Linked DNA regions of Mus musculus: regions 1 and 3 are each linked to region 2. The links are chromatin contacts, called in public promoter capture Hi-C maps. All regions are on one chromosome and are shown on one strand. The core of a region is the stretch at or near the end of the contact, and the rest is flanking DNA. Distances in the headings are between cores, read along the strand shown.

Region 1 (4,570 bases), core at 587-3,086, 170 kb before region 2:
AGGGAGGGAGGGGTGTGGAGGTCAGAGAATGATTTGGTGCCTTTTTCTCCCGCCATGCAAGGAGTTGTTAACTTGGCATCCAGAGCCTTTACCCAGTGAACTATCTTGATGACACCTGGTAGCAGCACTTTACTACTTTTAATTTTGGTTGAATATTGTTCCCCTTTTCAATGTATATAAAAATCAACTTACTAAGGACTTAGTTTTTCAACCATTACATAAGTGACACTAAAGTTGAAAATACCTGAAATTGTTTGTTAATTACAACACCCATAATATTTATTTATTTATTTATTTATTTATTCATTCATTTATTCATTCACTTTTTTTTTTTTTTTTTTTTTTTTGAGGTAGGGTCTCTATGTACCTCTGTCTGTCCTGGAACTCACTCTGTAGACCATGCTGACCTTGAACTCACAGATCCATTTGAGTCTCTGCCTCCTAAGTGTTAGAATTAAAGGCATGTGCCAACACACTCAGCTTTTTTTTTAAAGTCTTGTTAAAATGTGAGAATATATAATGTAATAGTATTTCATTCATCAGTAAACAGTTAAATATTTTGATTCTTGGAACACCAACTTAGGAAGAATTGTCTTTGTCTTTGTAAAGATAATTCTTGTTTTTCAATTTCTTTATTAGTATTTCTGTATGGCCCCAGATTTCTTTCTGTTTAATTGCCTTTGTCCTTGGCCACTTAAAACATTCATTCATTCATTCATTCATTCATTCGTGTGTGTGTGTGTGTGTGTGTGTGTGTGTGTGTGTGTGTGTGTGACACAAGGGTTTTCTTTGTAGCCCTGGCTGTTCTGGAACTCACTCTGTATGTAGGACAGACCTGCTTCAAACTCAGAGATGCCCCACAAGTGGTGGGACTAAAGGCATGCCCCACCACTGTCAGGCCAAAGTGTTGTTGTTTTTAATGTATATGGGTATTTTGCTTGTATGTTTGTCTCTGGGCCTTATTTGTGTCTACAAAAGCCAGAAAAGAACATTGGGTCTCCTGGGACTTTTGTGAGCTGGGAACTAATTTGGGTCCTCTAAAAGAACAACTGATGCTTTTAACCAAGGAACCATCTTTCCAGCCCCCACTTATTTTTTTAAAAAAAAGATTTGTTTGTGTATCTACTGTGTGTAAGAGCCTAAATATGTGTGTTCCATACGCCTGCAGGTATCAGAGAGGCAGTAAGATGGAGGCTTTTATGTTGGTGTCTAACCACATCCACTTTGTGGGGCTTAAAGTTCTTGATGGGGTAAGACAGGGTGAAAACCAAATCAAATATAGCATATAGGGAAGTTATTCTTGAAGTTTGAAATTCAAACTCATGCTTGTAATCCAAGCATTTAGTTCAAACTTTAAAAATACTTTAAGAATATTACAAAGAGCTTGTATATACTTTTCCTCCTGTACCCCAGGATAACCTGAAACTTGGTATGTGTTACTAGAATGACTCTCAAGTCCTAATCCTCCTGCTTTTGTTCACTCCCCAGGCTGGGAATACAGGTGCCTACCCCCACACGGGCCTAGCAAGGTGTTTTATTTGTTTATTTGATGGTTGGGGCTGGGGCTGCTGCTGCTGCTGCTGCTGCTGCTGCTGCTGGTCTGTCTTTGTTTTGTTTGAAACTTGAGTTGTTCACTCTTTTGGGCTTCCACTGAGCGAGTCAGGATGCCTCTAGGTAATGGGATGGGGATGCTGCACATGTTCTTTAGAGAAGATAATTCTCATTTAATGCTACTTTGTGTATAAAATAGCATGTATGCTTATGTCCCAAGAGTGAGAGATCTGTGTCATAGAGTCCTGGGTGGTACATTGTGAAATACCTCTTAGAGCAAGTGAGAGAAGGCACTGCTGAAGGAGGAGCTGTTACAGAATGGGCTCATTCGTAGGACATTAGTCCCCTTCTTGTGTACTTTTCCTTTAGTAGAATCTAACAGCAGAATTAGAGGTACAGCAGACTGTGGCAGCACATACCTGTAAACTCAGTACTTGGAAGGTGGGGTCAGGTTGTTCTGGGGATCAGGAATTTGAGGCCACCTTGGGCTTTTCAAGACCCTGCCTCAGAAACAGAACAGAACTCCGGAGGTAGAGGCAGACAGATCCCCAGAGTTGGAAGGTAGTCTGGTCTACACAGCAAATCCCAGGCCCTACATAGTGTGAGACCCTGTGCTCAAGACACCATGACCAAGGAAATTCTTTCTTATAAAAGAAAACATTTAGTTAAGAGTTTGCTTACAGTGTCAGAAGCTTTTGTCCACTATTGTCATGGCAGAGAACATGGTGACAGGCAGGAGTGGTGGTAAAGTAGCCAAGAGTTACATCGTGATCAGCAGACAGAGAGACCCGCACACACAGAAACAGAGAAACTGGGCCTAGTATAGGATTTTGAAGAACTTTTGAGACCTCAAAGCCCACCTACTGTGACACACTTCCAAATCCTTCTAATCCTATCAAAGAGTTCCACTCCCTGGTGACTAAGTGTTCAGATCTATGAGCCTATAAGGGCCATTCTCATTCAAATCTGCACACCTTGTCTCAACACAAATTAAAACAAAAATCAGACAAGAAGGTTCTAGAGAGGTGGTACACATTGTTGATGTATTTGCATCCATGATGTATACACACATTGTATGTATACATGCATGCCAAGCACACATAAGGAAAAATAATAAATGTAATTTTAAAAAACAAAAGAAAGGTACAGGAAAAGCATTCATTTAGACTCATCCAGACTTAGGGTTTTGTACTAGAAAGCTAAATTAGGTAGAAAAGGAAAAGAAAATGAGGGTTTTGGTAAGAGTAATTTAAATAATGTATCAAATGCAGTGGAATTCTTAGAAATAAATGAATTCTGAAGGAGATGGAGGAGGTAGAGAGCATGGACTGCTGTCTGAGGTTGTAGAATGGTAGAATGGGAATGGGTGAGTGTGGTCAGAGACAGGGCTGTGTGAGCAGATCCTAGAAGGCAATGAGTGTGAGGTGAGGAGCCTGAGTGACTGTAGAACTTGGGTCGTCCAGGTGAATGTTAGAATTGCCCAGCATTTTAACAGTGAACCTTAGGTGGGTTGAGTCTTTGAAAAGCTTAGCCTTCGTGTAAACCTGGAATCAAATTATGCCCAGAACATTCAGATATTTCAAATAGCTTCAGCCAGCAAATGGAGGCACTTAAATGTTTTGTGAGAAGTGTCTGGATTGGTTGATCTAAGGATCTGTATATGGAATACTATTAAACATGATTTGCAGTTATTTTCTGGTTTGAGGTCAGTGTTGTACAAGATTAGTTTTCTTCTAATCTTGCTATTTGTACAAGTTCGTTCAACTCTTTCTCCTTTTCTTTTTTCTTCCCTTCCCTTCCCTTCCTCTTTCTTTCTCTCTCTCTCTCTCTCTTTCTTTCTTTCTTTCTTTGTCTCCACAAATATTTGGGGAAACTATTTTATTTTGGTTTAATTAATTAATTAATTAATTGTACAATCCAGATTGTATCCCCCTCCTGGCCCACCCTCTAACTGTCCCCCATCCCTACCTCCCTATCTCCATGAGGATGTCCCTATCCTCACTCTCCACCCCACAAGACCTTCCCATTCTCTGGACCTCCAGTCTCTTGAGGGTTAGGTTCATCTTCGCTGACTGAACCCAGGCCTGGCAGTCCTCTGCTGTATGTGTGTTGAGGTCCTCATATCCGCTACTGTATGATGCCCGGTTGGTGGTTCAGGGTCTGAGAGATCTCAGGGGTCCAGGTAAATTGAGCCTGCAAGGTCACCCTCCTCCTCAGCTTCTTCCATCTTTTCCCTAATTCAACTACAAGGGTCAGCAGCTTCTGTCTATTGGTTGGGTGTAAATATCTGCATCTGACTCTTTCAGCTGCTTGTTAGGTCTTTTGAAGGGCAGTCATGGTAGGTCCCTTTTTGTGAGCACTCTATAGCCTCAGTCATAGTATCAGGTCTTGGGGCCTCCCCCTGAGCTGGATCCCGCTTTGGGCTTGTGGCTGAACTTCCTTTTCCTCAGGTTCTTTTCCATTTTTGTCCCTGCAGTTCTTTCAGACAGGAATAATTATGGGTCAGAGTTTTGATTGTGAGATGGCAACCTTATCTCTCACTTGATGTCCTCCTGTCTTTCTACTGGAGGTGGGCTCTGCAAGTTCCCTCTCCCTACTGTAGGGCATTTCATCTAAGGTCCCTCCCTTTGAGTCCTGAGAGTCTCTCACCTCCTAGGTCTTTGGTACATTCTGGAGGGTCCCCCCACCTCCTACCTCCTGAGGTTGCCTGTTTCCATTCTTTCTGCTGGCCCTCAGGGGCTTCGGTCCCCCCCCAATACCTGATAGTGTTCCCCTTTTTCCCTCCCTGGCCCCTTTCCCCCTCATGAGTCTCCCTCCCTTCCTCCCCACCTTGTGATTGCTTTCTTCACCCTCCCGAGTGGGATTGAGGTATCGGCTTATTGACCTTTTTGAGTTCTGTGCACTGTATCCTGGGTATTCTGCTTTTTGGCTAATATCCACTTATTAGTGAGTACATACCATGGATGTCCTTTGGGGTCTGAGATATCCTCACTCAGGATTTTTTCTAGTTCCATCCATT
Region 2 (4,249 bases), core at 875-3,374:
CTTCCTTCAGTCCCCATCTGCCACCTACCCAAATGCCCACCATTAATCCTTCATTTCCTATAGTTAGAAGGGAAGTAACATCATTGCAGAGATTCACATAATTTGCTTTTCTCTTTCCAAGTTTCTAATTTATCTTTACTACTGCTAAATAACCAAAGCTACAGAAAAACATGCAGTAGAATGTCTACGGACTTCATCCAAGGTGCCACAGTATAAGGGTGTCCCATACCCCTTTCTGGAGTCTCTTCATGAGGAAGTCGGAGCCTCCAGGCTTTTGTCCTAGGCTTGGATATTTGGCCTTTAGCTTTGCCTCCTCAGCTTTCTCAGGGAGAATCCCTTCTTTCTCCTGTGTATCCTGAAGAAAACACGCCAAGTGAAATTAATGGCTGAAAAACAATGACTTCTAATATCTGATAACCTTTGTATTATCAAATTTTCTTAGAGGTCTACCTGTTTGTAATTATGCTATCTACACTCTGTTCTGTTGAGTGTGTGTATTATTTAAGGATTTATTTATTTTATGTGCATGTATTCTGCAGACTCGTATGGCTATGGCTGTGTACCACATGGATGCCCAGTGCCCTGAGTTCAGTCTGGGCCCGGTTTCCTAGACTGAACTGTACATGGTTGTGAGCTACCATGGGCTGGGAACTAAACCCAGGTGCTCTGCAATGAGTGTTCCTAACCAATCTTTCCTGCTCCTCTACTCTTAAAAGCTAGACCTTTGTTCAAATGCCTAAGCTCAAGATAACTGTATCAAGCAAAGAAAAACAAGTTAGTTCTTATATTACACTCAAGGAATCACCCGTGACCTGTGAACACTAGGTTAAAGGTAGTATCTCAACATGATACTTGAACCATAGAGCAAGCCAGAGCTCACTCAGGAAAGATAAAAAAGGAACTACTAGAGTTCCTGGCTGTCCTACAGGTCAGGGGAGCTTTTGTCTGCTGAGAGGCTCCCTCCTCATTCACACTCTAAGAAGCAATATGGTCTCACTGTGGAGGACGCTAGGCATGTGGCTTATTCTAAAGATATTTACCAGAGTAATATACTTGAAAACAGAAATCAACATGCCATTAGTTTTTCTTGTTGTTTTTATTTTTATATTTTCTGAGAGAGGGGTTCTTGGTGTATATTAGGTTGGTCTTGAACTCAGAACTCAAGAGATCTGCCTGCCTCTGCCTTCCAAGTGCTGGGATTAAAGGCGTGCGCCACCATCTCCTGGCTAGTGTATTTTCACTTGACAAACAGGGTCAGAGATAACACTAAGTGTATTTAATGAGTCCCTGAGCTCAGTGTTAAGTAACTCAAATATGGTGTCGAAGAAGGGGTTTGGCACTAGTGTTTTCATAATGCGATGGTGGGTGGACCACATCCCACTGCGGAGAAATTCGAGCGGATCTATAAGTCACTGACGGTGAACAACAAACCATCCCTACCAAACAGGTCTAAGGAAGTTGCCACCTGAACTTACCCCATGGTAATAATTACTCTTTTCCCCTCCCCCAATGCTGGTTCATTTTAAATGTCTTCACTTTGACCTCTATCTTGCTGTGGATGAAGGATGAGCTCCAGTCTGGTATTTATCTTTACTAATCAAACATCTCATTTACAGCTCTGGACCACCATCCAGCCCCCTTTCATTCGCCTCATCTTTCCAAACACCCGCCCACGCCAGAGCTCGCCCAATTATAGAACGGCTTCCATGAACTGAATAGAGGCCTACTGGCCAATAAGAAAGGGGAGCCCACAGATTGACAATCGGCTTGACTAATCGACATCAGGGCACTAGGCCGCGCCGAAATGCAGCCTGCGCGACATTAGTAGTGGCCAACCCCTGTACAGCCTGAGGCAGAGGCGGCCAATCAGCGGCAGCGGGGGCGTATTCCGCCCGCGCGGCCACCCCCGGTCCCCCCTTCTCCTCACCTGCTTCTCCTCGCCGGTCTCCTCCGCAGGGTTTTCTTCTTCTTGTTTCTGGGACATGGCAGAACCGGGACTGTGTAATGCAGGGCCCGGGAAGTCAGCCGGAAAAGGGAAGGGGGAGGGGAAACGGGGACAACCTGAGCTGCTGCTCCGGCTCCTGTCACTATGGTTGCTCAGTCAAAATGGCGGCTCAAGCCCGTGACGTTGAGACCGCCCCCTCCTATGAGAGCCAATGAGAGTGGGCTTGACGGGGCAATGATGTAACGACACACCAATAAGCGTTGGCCGGAGGTGGGCGGATTCTTTAGAGCGACAGGCAAGCTAGAACACCAACCGGGAAAGAGAGTGAGCCACAGAACCAATTAAAAGCCTGCATGGACCTTAGGGGCAGGACAGCAAGCTTTGGTATTTTTGCTTCTTGGGTGGGCTGAAGCTGTGTTCAGTTTATTAGCCAGATCCTGGGCAAGTCGCTGAATGTTGCATCCGAGCCGGGTTAACATAGAAATCCTTTATTCTCTGGTGCAAAGGCTCAAGCCTTGAGCGGTGTTAGAACAAGTTACCCACGACCAAAAATTAAAATTGGAAGACAAACTGATATTCAGCAGTTTTCCAGGACTCAGTGCTAGCTTGTAGGAGACTTGAGTTTTCTTGTAAGGTTTTCATTCACACTTTAGTCCTTATGTAGGCAATTATAACTGTTAATGATGTATTTATAAAAACATAAAGGGAGATATGTTCTATGGAGTTGTGGTGAGTGTTGTGATTATAGAAATATAGAGAAGTATAAGGTTATGTTCTATGGGGGTGTGGTGAGGTATGGGGTAAGGGGGTGCCTCAGGCCCATGCCAAGGCATCCCTGCCCCCTGAGGGACCAGCCACATGACGGTATAGTATAGAATAGAGTTTATTCAGGGTATAGGGAGGGGAGTTAAGAGAGAGGGTAGTAGTGAACCGGGCATGGTGGAATCCCAGCACCCAGGAGGCAGAGGCAGGCGGATTTCTGAGTTCGAGGCCAGCCTGGTCTACAGAGTGAGTTCCAGGACAGCCAGGGTTATACAGAGAAACCCTGTCTCGAAAACAAACAAACAAACAAACAAACAAACAAACCAGAGAGAGAGAGAGAGAGAGAGAGAGAGAGAGAGAGAGAGAGAGAGAGAAGGTAGTAGAGGCAGAGAAAGGCAGAGAGAGGGAGAAAGTAGCCCATGGCCACATGGAGAGAAAGGAGAAGGGAATGGGGAGAGAGGGGGAAGAGGGGGAACTAAAGGGTAAGAGGCAAAAGTAAGAGAGAGAGGAGGGGGCAAGCAGCCCCTTTTATAGTGGGCCAGGCCTACCAGGCTGTTGCTAGGTAACTGTGGGGGGTGGAGTCCAGACAGAATACCAACAGTGAGGTATGGGAGAAGGGGGTACCTCAGCAGGCCCATGCTAAGGCATCCCTGCCCCCTGAGGGACCAGCCACAGGACTATAGAATAGAGTATATTCAGGGCATGGGGAGGGGAGTCAAGAGAGAGGGTAGTAGAGGTAGAGAAAGGCAGAGAGAGTAGAGAATTATAAAAGTAGAGGCAGCCGTGAGCACGTGGGAAAGGGGGGAAAGGAATGGGGAAGGACAAGGAGACAGAGGGAAGAGCAAGAGACCAAGAGGGCAAGAGACCTAGAGGGGCAAACAGCACCTTTTATAGTGGGTCAGGCCTTCCTGGCTGTTGCCAGGTAACTGTGGGGTGGAGCTTAGACAGGATGCTAACAGTTAAGGGTCACTCTGTGGAGACATAATTTCTTGAGTTTAAGATGGTAGTTCTAGGCACATGGTAAACATTTAACACATATTAAATACCAGCTAATGTAAACAAAGCCATAGTTCAATAATAGTTCTTAACCTGTGTGATGGTTCCTGTCTATAATACTCCCACAAAGGACGCTGAAACAGTATCTCGAGTGTGAAGCAAACCAAGACTACACAGTGCAACCCTGTCTCAAAAACGAAAGGCAACCAAAGAAATAGAGTAGTTCTTGAGCATCTATCAAGTAGATAGGACTGTATTACTTTTATATGAATACACACATAGGGCAGCCTCCGCCTTTCAAATTAAGCCATTATCTCATCATCTCCTCCTCCTCCTGTTCCTCCTCTTCCTCCTCCTCCTCCTCCTCCTCCTCCTCCTCCTCCTCTCCTTTTTGGTTTTTCCATGTAACAGTTTTGGCTGTTGCTGGAACTTACTCTGTAGACCAGACTGACCTCACAATCATGGAGATCTGCTTGCCTCTGCCTCCCAAATACTGGGTGGGGTTCAAGTCTTTTTTAAAAAAGATTTATTTTATGTATATGAGTA
Region 3 (4,594 bases), core at 480-2,979, 250 kb before region 2:
CCTCTCCACTCCCCTACCCACCCACTCCCACTTCTTGGCCCTGCTGTTCCCCTGTACTGGGGCTTATAAAGTTTGCAATATCAAGGGGCCTCTCTTCCCAATGATGGCCGACTAGGCCATCTTCTGCTACATATGCAGGTAGAGACACGAGTTCTGGGGGTACTGGTTAGTTCATATTGTTGTTCCACCTATAGGGTTGCAGATCCCTTTAGCTCCTTGGGTACTTTCTCTAGCTCCTCCATTGGGGGCTCTGTGATCCATCCAATAGCTGACTGTGAGCCCATTCGATTCTTATGACCAATTTTGTGAGACCAACAGAGTAGATGTTAGCATCATTTTACAAATAAGAAGCCAGATTGAAAGTTCATGTTTAGCAAGATCTAGATTATAAGTATTTGTAGGTCACAGATCTCCATTTCTTCTACCCAAGTCTACCACTATAGCCCAAGAGAGCCGTATAATATCAACAAATAAACATGGTAGTATTCCAATATTTTTATTTAGACAAAAAGTGCAGACCCCTAGTCTGAGTAACTTGTTCAAAGTCATACGTCTGCTGATGCTTAGAATCTGAAGCTAGAACTCCTTTCTAACGGATTACGTACTGTCCATAGAATTAATTTTGCACTTATTATATGCGACTGGGCCTAAAATTGTGTCTACATACTGTCAGTTGTACAAGAGACACTGGAATAGTATCAGCAGTGCTTAGCAGAGGACAGTCATTCAATTAGGTTTGCTGACAAGCACAAAGGTGTCTAGCTTCAGTTTGGGACTTTGGATTTGGCTTACTACGAGGCAGGCTTAAATTTTGTGTGAATACCTATTAACTGATAATGACCTGGCCAGATGGCCCGGTGGTTAAGAAAATTAATTGCTCTTGCAGAGAACCCAGGTTCTGTTCCCAGTACCCACATGGCAGCTCAGAGCCTCCTATTAACTCCAGTTCCAGGGCCCCAACACCTCTCCAATCCTTCTTGAGCTCCTGCACGCACGCACGCACACGGTGCACATACATACACGCAGGCACACGTACACACACACAAAATAAAAGCAAATCCCTTAAAGAAGTAACAGATGAGGGTGCATCTGTGTGTGTTGTGGGTAGGTTTTTCTGTATATGGATACTTCTAAACCCATGTAAATAACCATATATGGAGATGTGGGGATAACATACACATAGGGTTGTCCAGACGTATGGAAGAAAAAAAAATTCTACTAGATCTTACAAGGCAACAAATGGCAAAGTTGGCATTAAAACAACAATATTTTGATTTAAAATTCTGCAGGCGTTTCCCATTTGTTTCTTTTTGATTCTACTTTATTTAATGAAATGGCTTAGGTAGCTGATGCAATGGGAAACTCACAGTATGTAATTTCTTTTCTTAACTTTTAGGCAGATTAGGGGGTGTGGAGCCATTTTTTTCACCCGGTGAGCAGATCTGTCCTTTTTAAATAGAAAATATTCTCAGGACGCTTCCCATTTCCCATCCAGAAAACGAAATCGCTCAAATCTAGTAAAAGTTTAACAGGATTAGAGCTACGGATCGGGCTGACCTTCTCGCAGACCCGACGACCGCGACTCCTCCATAGGAAGGTGAGGACGCTGTTCCTTTGACTGTCAGGCGGAAAGTCCAGCGCCTGCGCTCAGCACCGAACCTTCGCAAGGTCAGACGGTAAGCGGAGCTGCAGTCGGCTGAGCCCTGCAGCGTAGCTTCCTCCCGTCGCGGGACTCCGTAGCTTCCGCTTCCGGTCCGCAGAGACCCGGAGTCCGAATTCAGAGGCCCCAGGTAGGGAGCTCGAGGGGTGTGGGGGGGTTCACTGAGCTGCAAAGCGAGTATGGCGGGAGGGCAAGATTTCGCGTGGTGCCTAGAGGCGGACGAAGAGTTCTTTCTAACTCTCAGCGGAAACCTATTTTTTGGTTTGCTTTGCTTTGCTTTTTCGAGAGTGTTTTTATGTAGCCCTGGCTGCCCTGAAACTGGCTCTGTAGACGAGGCTGGCCTCGAACTCAAGAGTTCCGCCTGCCTCTGCCTCTCAAGTGCTGGGATAAAAGGCGTGGGCCACCACTGCCCGGCAATTATCTTTTAATTATTTCTTGGTGTGACCGGGGGGTTGGGAGGGGCGAAAGTCAGGACAGCTTGCAGGAGTCTGTCCTCTCTTTCCACCGTAAGGATCCAGGGCTCTAACTCGGGTCATCAGGCTTGGTGGCAAGCGCCTTTACCTGCTAAGCCATATCACTGCGTAGTGAAAGAAATGTTGCTAACAATTTGCTTGTACTTTTTCATTAAAAAAAAAAGTTATTTATATTTTATGTGTGTGAGTGTTTTACTTGCATGTATGTCTGTGCATCACAGAGGTCAGAAGAGGGTGTTGGATTCCCTGGGACTGTATGTGTTGTGAGCCACCCTGTGGGTACTGGGAATCGAACTTGGATCCTCTTAACTACTGAGCCATCTCTCCAGACTTACTTGTACTTACTAAGATATGGAGAATTCCTCCAGCCCAGTTCTGTGGATCTCAAGCTGGTTCTGTTGCTAAATTAAATAAAAACTACCTATGGTAAGTTGTGACTCTGTTGGGCTTTGTTCTCTTACATTGAGTCTCTGGTTTCCATGCTCGATGTCCAGTCTGTAGTCCCGGAAGAATGAAGATTTAAATACGAGGCCATGGCTAAACATCTGAAGTTCATTGCCAGGACAGTGATGGTTCAGGAGGGGAACGTGGAAGGTGCCTACCGGACCCTGAACAGGTAAAATGAGTCGAGTCTTGCCTGGACCAGCCGTGGGAAATGTGAGGTGATCCTGCACCCAGCCTACCACCTCATAAAGCCTACCACTGGTGCCAGCTCTGTGTAGGCTCTGAATACCACCACCTCCACCTCCTCCTTTTTTCCTCCTCCTCCTCCTCTTTCTTCTTCCTCCTCTTCTTCTTTTAAATTTATTTATTGTGCATACAGTGTTCTACCTGCATGTATGCCTGCATATCAGAAGAGGGCACCAGATCTCAGTACAGATGGTTGTGAGTCACCATGTGGTAGCTGGGAATTGAACTCAAGGCCTCTGGAAGAGCAGCCAGTGCTCTTAACTACTGAGTCATCTCTCCAGCCCCTCTGGACACTTCTTATCCCTTCAGTTTATTATCCTAAAAATGAAGTTCTCCAAATTCAGCTCGATGGAGCTTATCCAACAAGCAGCTATCATCCCTTGATGATAAATCTGAGTTCTATCCAAAGACCCCGAAAAACTGCTGGGCACACTGTAATCCCAGCACCTGGGAGGTAGAGACAGGAAGAATTTGAGAATAATTTAGATGATGGTGACTAGACTCAGTCTCAGATGACCCCTCCTCATGTCAAAAAAAAAAAAAAAAAAAAAAAAAAGTCTGGGAGGGGAATGAGAAACAAGAAGCAGAGGCATGGTGCATTTCAGCTGAGCCAGTATCTGTGGAATAAGGCTACTAGAGAGGATTAATTCCTCTGTGATTTTTGTTCATCTCATGTAGCTCAGGCTGGCCTAGAATGGGCAGTGTAGCCAAGGATTACCTTGATTCCTGATCCTCCTGCCTCCGTCTCCCAGATGCTGAGGTTGATCGTGTGTTTGATATTGTTTACGTGCCTGGCTAGCAAAGATGGATTCTAATTGTGCTCTTGAAGAAATAAGTCATGGATGAGAAGGCATTTCAGGTTCCAAAGAGTTATAGCATAAGCAGACACATAGAGCTAGGGGCTGGAGAGATGGCTCAGTGATCAGGAATGCTTGCAGTTCTTGCAGAGGACCCAAGTTTGGTTCCCAGTACCAACAACTGATGTTAGGGATCCAGTACACTCTCCTGCCTGCCCTCTGCAGGTCACACATGTGACAGAAACAAACCTACACCTCCACTTAAACACAGTGACACGGCTGGAGAGGAGAGGCTCCGTGGAGAACTGTCTGGACACTACATTGTGGGTGGAGACTAGTCCGTCCAGATGATACTGTACCACTCTAGTTCTTTTAGGCTTCCGTAGCCTGGCATGCCTTTTTATTTCATCTCTAATGATGTGTGTGTATGTGGGCATGTGCACTTGAGTGCAGGTTGCCAGAGGCTAGAAGCATTGGCCTGCTTGGAGCTGGAGTTCTGGAAGTTGTGAGCCACTGACCTGGGTGCTGGAAGAGAGAGAGGTGCCCTTGTAGCCAGTGAGGTCTTTCCAGCTCTTGCTTTGTTTGGTTTGGCTGTGGTGTGTTTGTTTGTTTGTTGAGAGGGGTCTCACTGTGCAGCTCTGGCTGGTCTGGAGCTGCTGTGCAGCCGGGTTGGCCTGGAGCTTATAGAGCTTTGCCCACTGTGCTTCCTGAGTGCTGGCATGTGTGCCGCTGGGCTCCTCTTTTTAGCTTGTCACTTTTTCTCTTATTTCCTTGGCCATCAGGCCGAAAGACATAATAAGCTTTATTTTAGCATGAAGATTGTTTTGCTGCAGGTAGTGGAGAAAGTTCTCTTATGTGACGGTGGTGCTCCGCCAACTAAGTCCTCCTCTGGTTCACTTAACGCTCATTTTCAACAGCACCTACTTCCTTGCCCACTTTTCCATACATAATGAGATGTATACCTCTTAGCTACT

Evidence for each region. Promoter capture Hi-C pulls out the DNA fragments that hold promoters and counts their contacts.
Region 1: a promoter capture Hi-C map of the C10 cell line shows a contact between it and region 2. The contact joins the enhancer-like site here to the promoter of Ensa in region 2. A contact is called at or near these places in 8 of 39 promoter capture datasets (3T3-L1-derived adipocytes, the C10 cell line, the HPC-7 cell line and 3 more), 2 of 484 Hi-C or Micro-C datasets (nephron progenitors and peritoneal macrophages), 4 of 115 datasets of contacts at active chromatin or transcription factors (embryonic stem cells and stem cell-derived neural progenitor cells) and 3 of 9 other capture datasets (adipose tissue, embryonic stem cells and liver).
Region 3: a contact with region 2 is called in a promoter capture Hi-C map of 3T3-L1-derived adipocytes, with 4 times the contacts expected there. The contact joins the promoter of Mrps21 here to the promoter of Ensa in region 2. A contact is called at or near these places in 17 of 39 promoter capture datasets (the 3T3-L1 cell line, 3T3-L1-derived adipocytes, the HPC-7 cell line and 11 more), 2 of 484 Hi-C or Micro-C datasets (CD4 T cells and muscle stem cells) and 4 of 9 other capture datasets (adipose tissue, embryonic stem cells, liver and 1 more).

What each region holds. Positions count from the first base shown.
Region 1 is chr3:95,791,132-95,795,701 of GRCm38.p6, reverse strand. The region is part of intron 1 of Rprd2 (regulation of nuclear pre-mRNA domain containing 2); the gene reads left to right. Among named protein-coding and RNA genes, the nearest start is that of Gm26361, 3.5 kb to the left of the region's middle. Within about 2 kb of position 1,836, at least 5 of the 459 cell types and tissues checked have an H3K27ac peak or open chromatin away from gene starts, as enhancers often do. A contact at or near this core is called in 3T3-L1-derived adipocytes, where this site is marked.
Region 2 is chr3:95,622,855-95,627,103 of GRCm38.p6, reverse strand. It overlaps Ensa (endosulfine alpha), which reads right to left and starts at 2,124. Exons shown (of 4, transcript NM_019561.2): 1 at 1,928-2,124; 2 at 230-355. The coding sequence starts at 1,984.
Region 3 is chr3:95,868,649-95,873,242 of GRCm38.p6, reverse strand. It overlaps Mrps21 (mitochondrial ribosomal protein S21), which reads left to right and starts at 1,729. Exons shown (of 3, transcript NM_001355759.1): 1 at 1,729-1,790; 2 at 2,628-2,749. The coding sequence starts at 2,667. It overlaps C920021L13Rik (RIKEN cDNA C920021L13 gene), which reads right to left and starts at 1,721. Exons shown (of 4, transcript NR_040446.1): 1 at 1,558-1,721.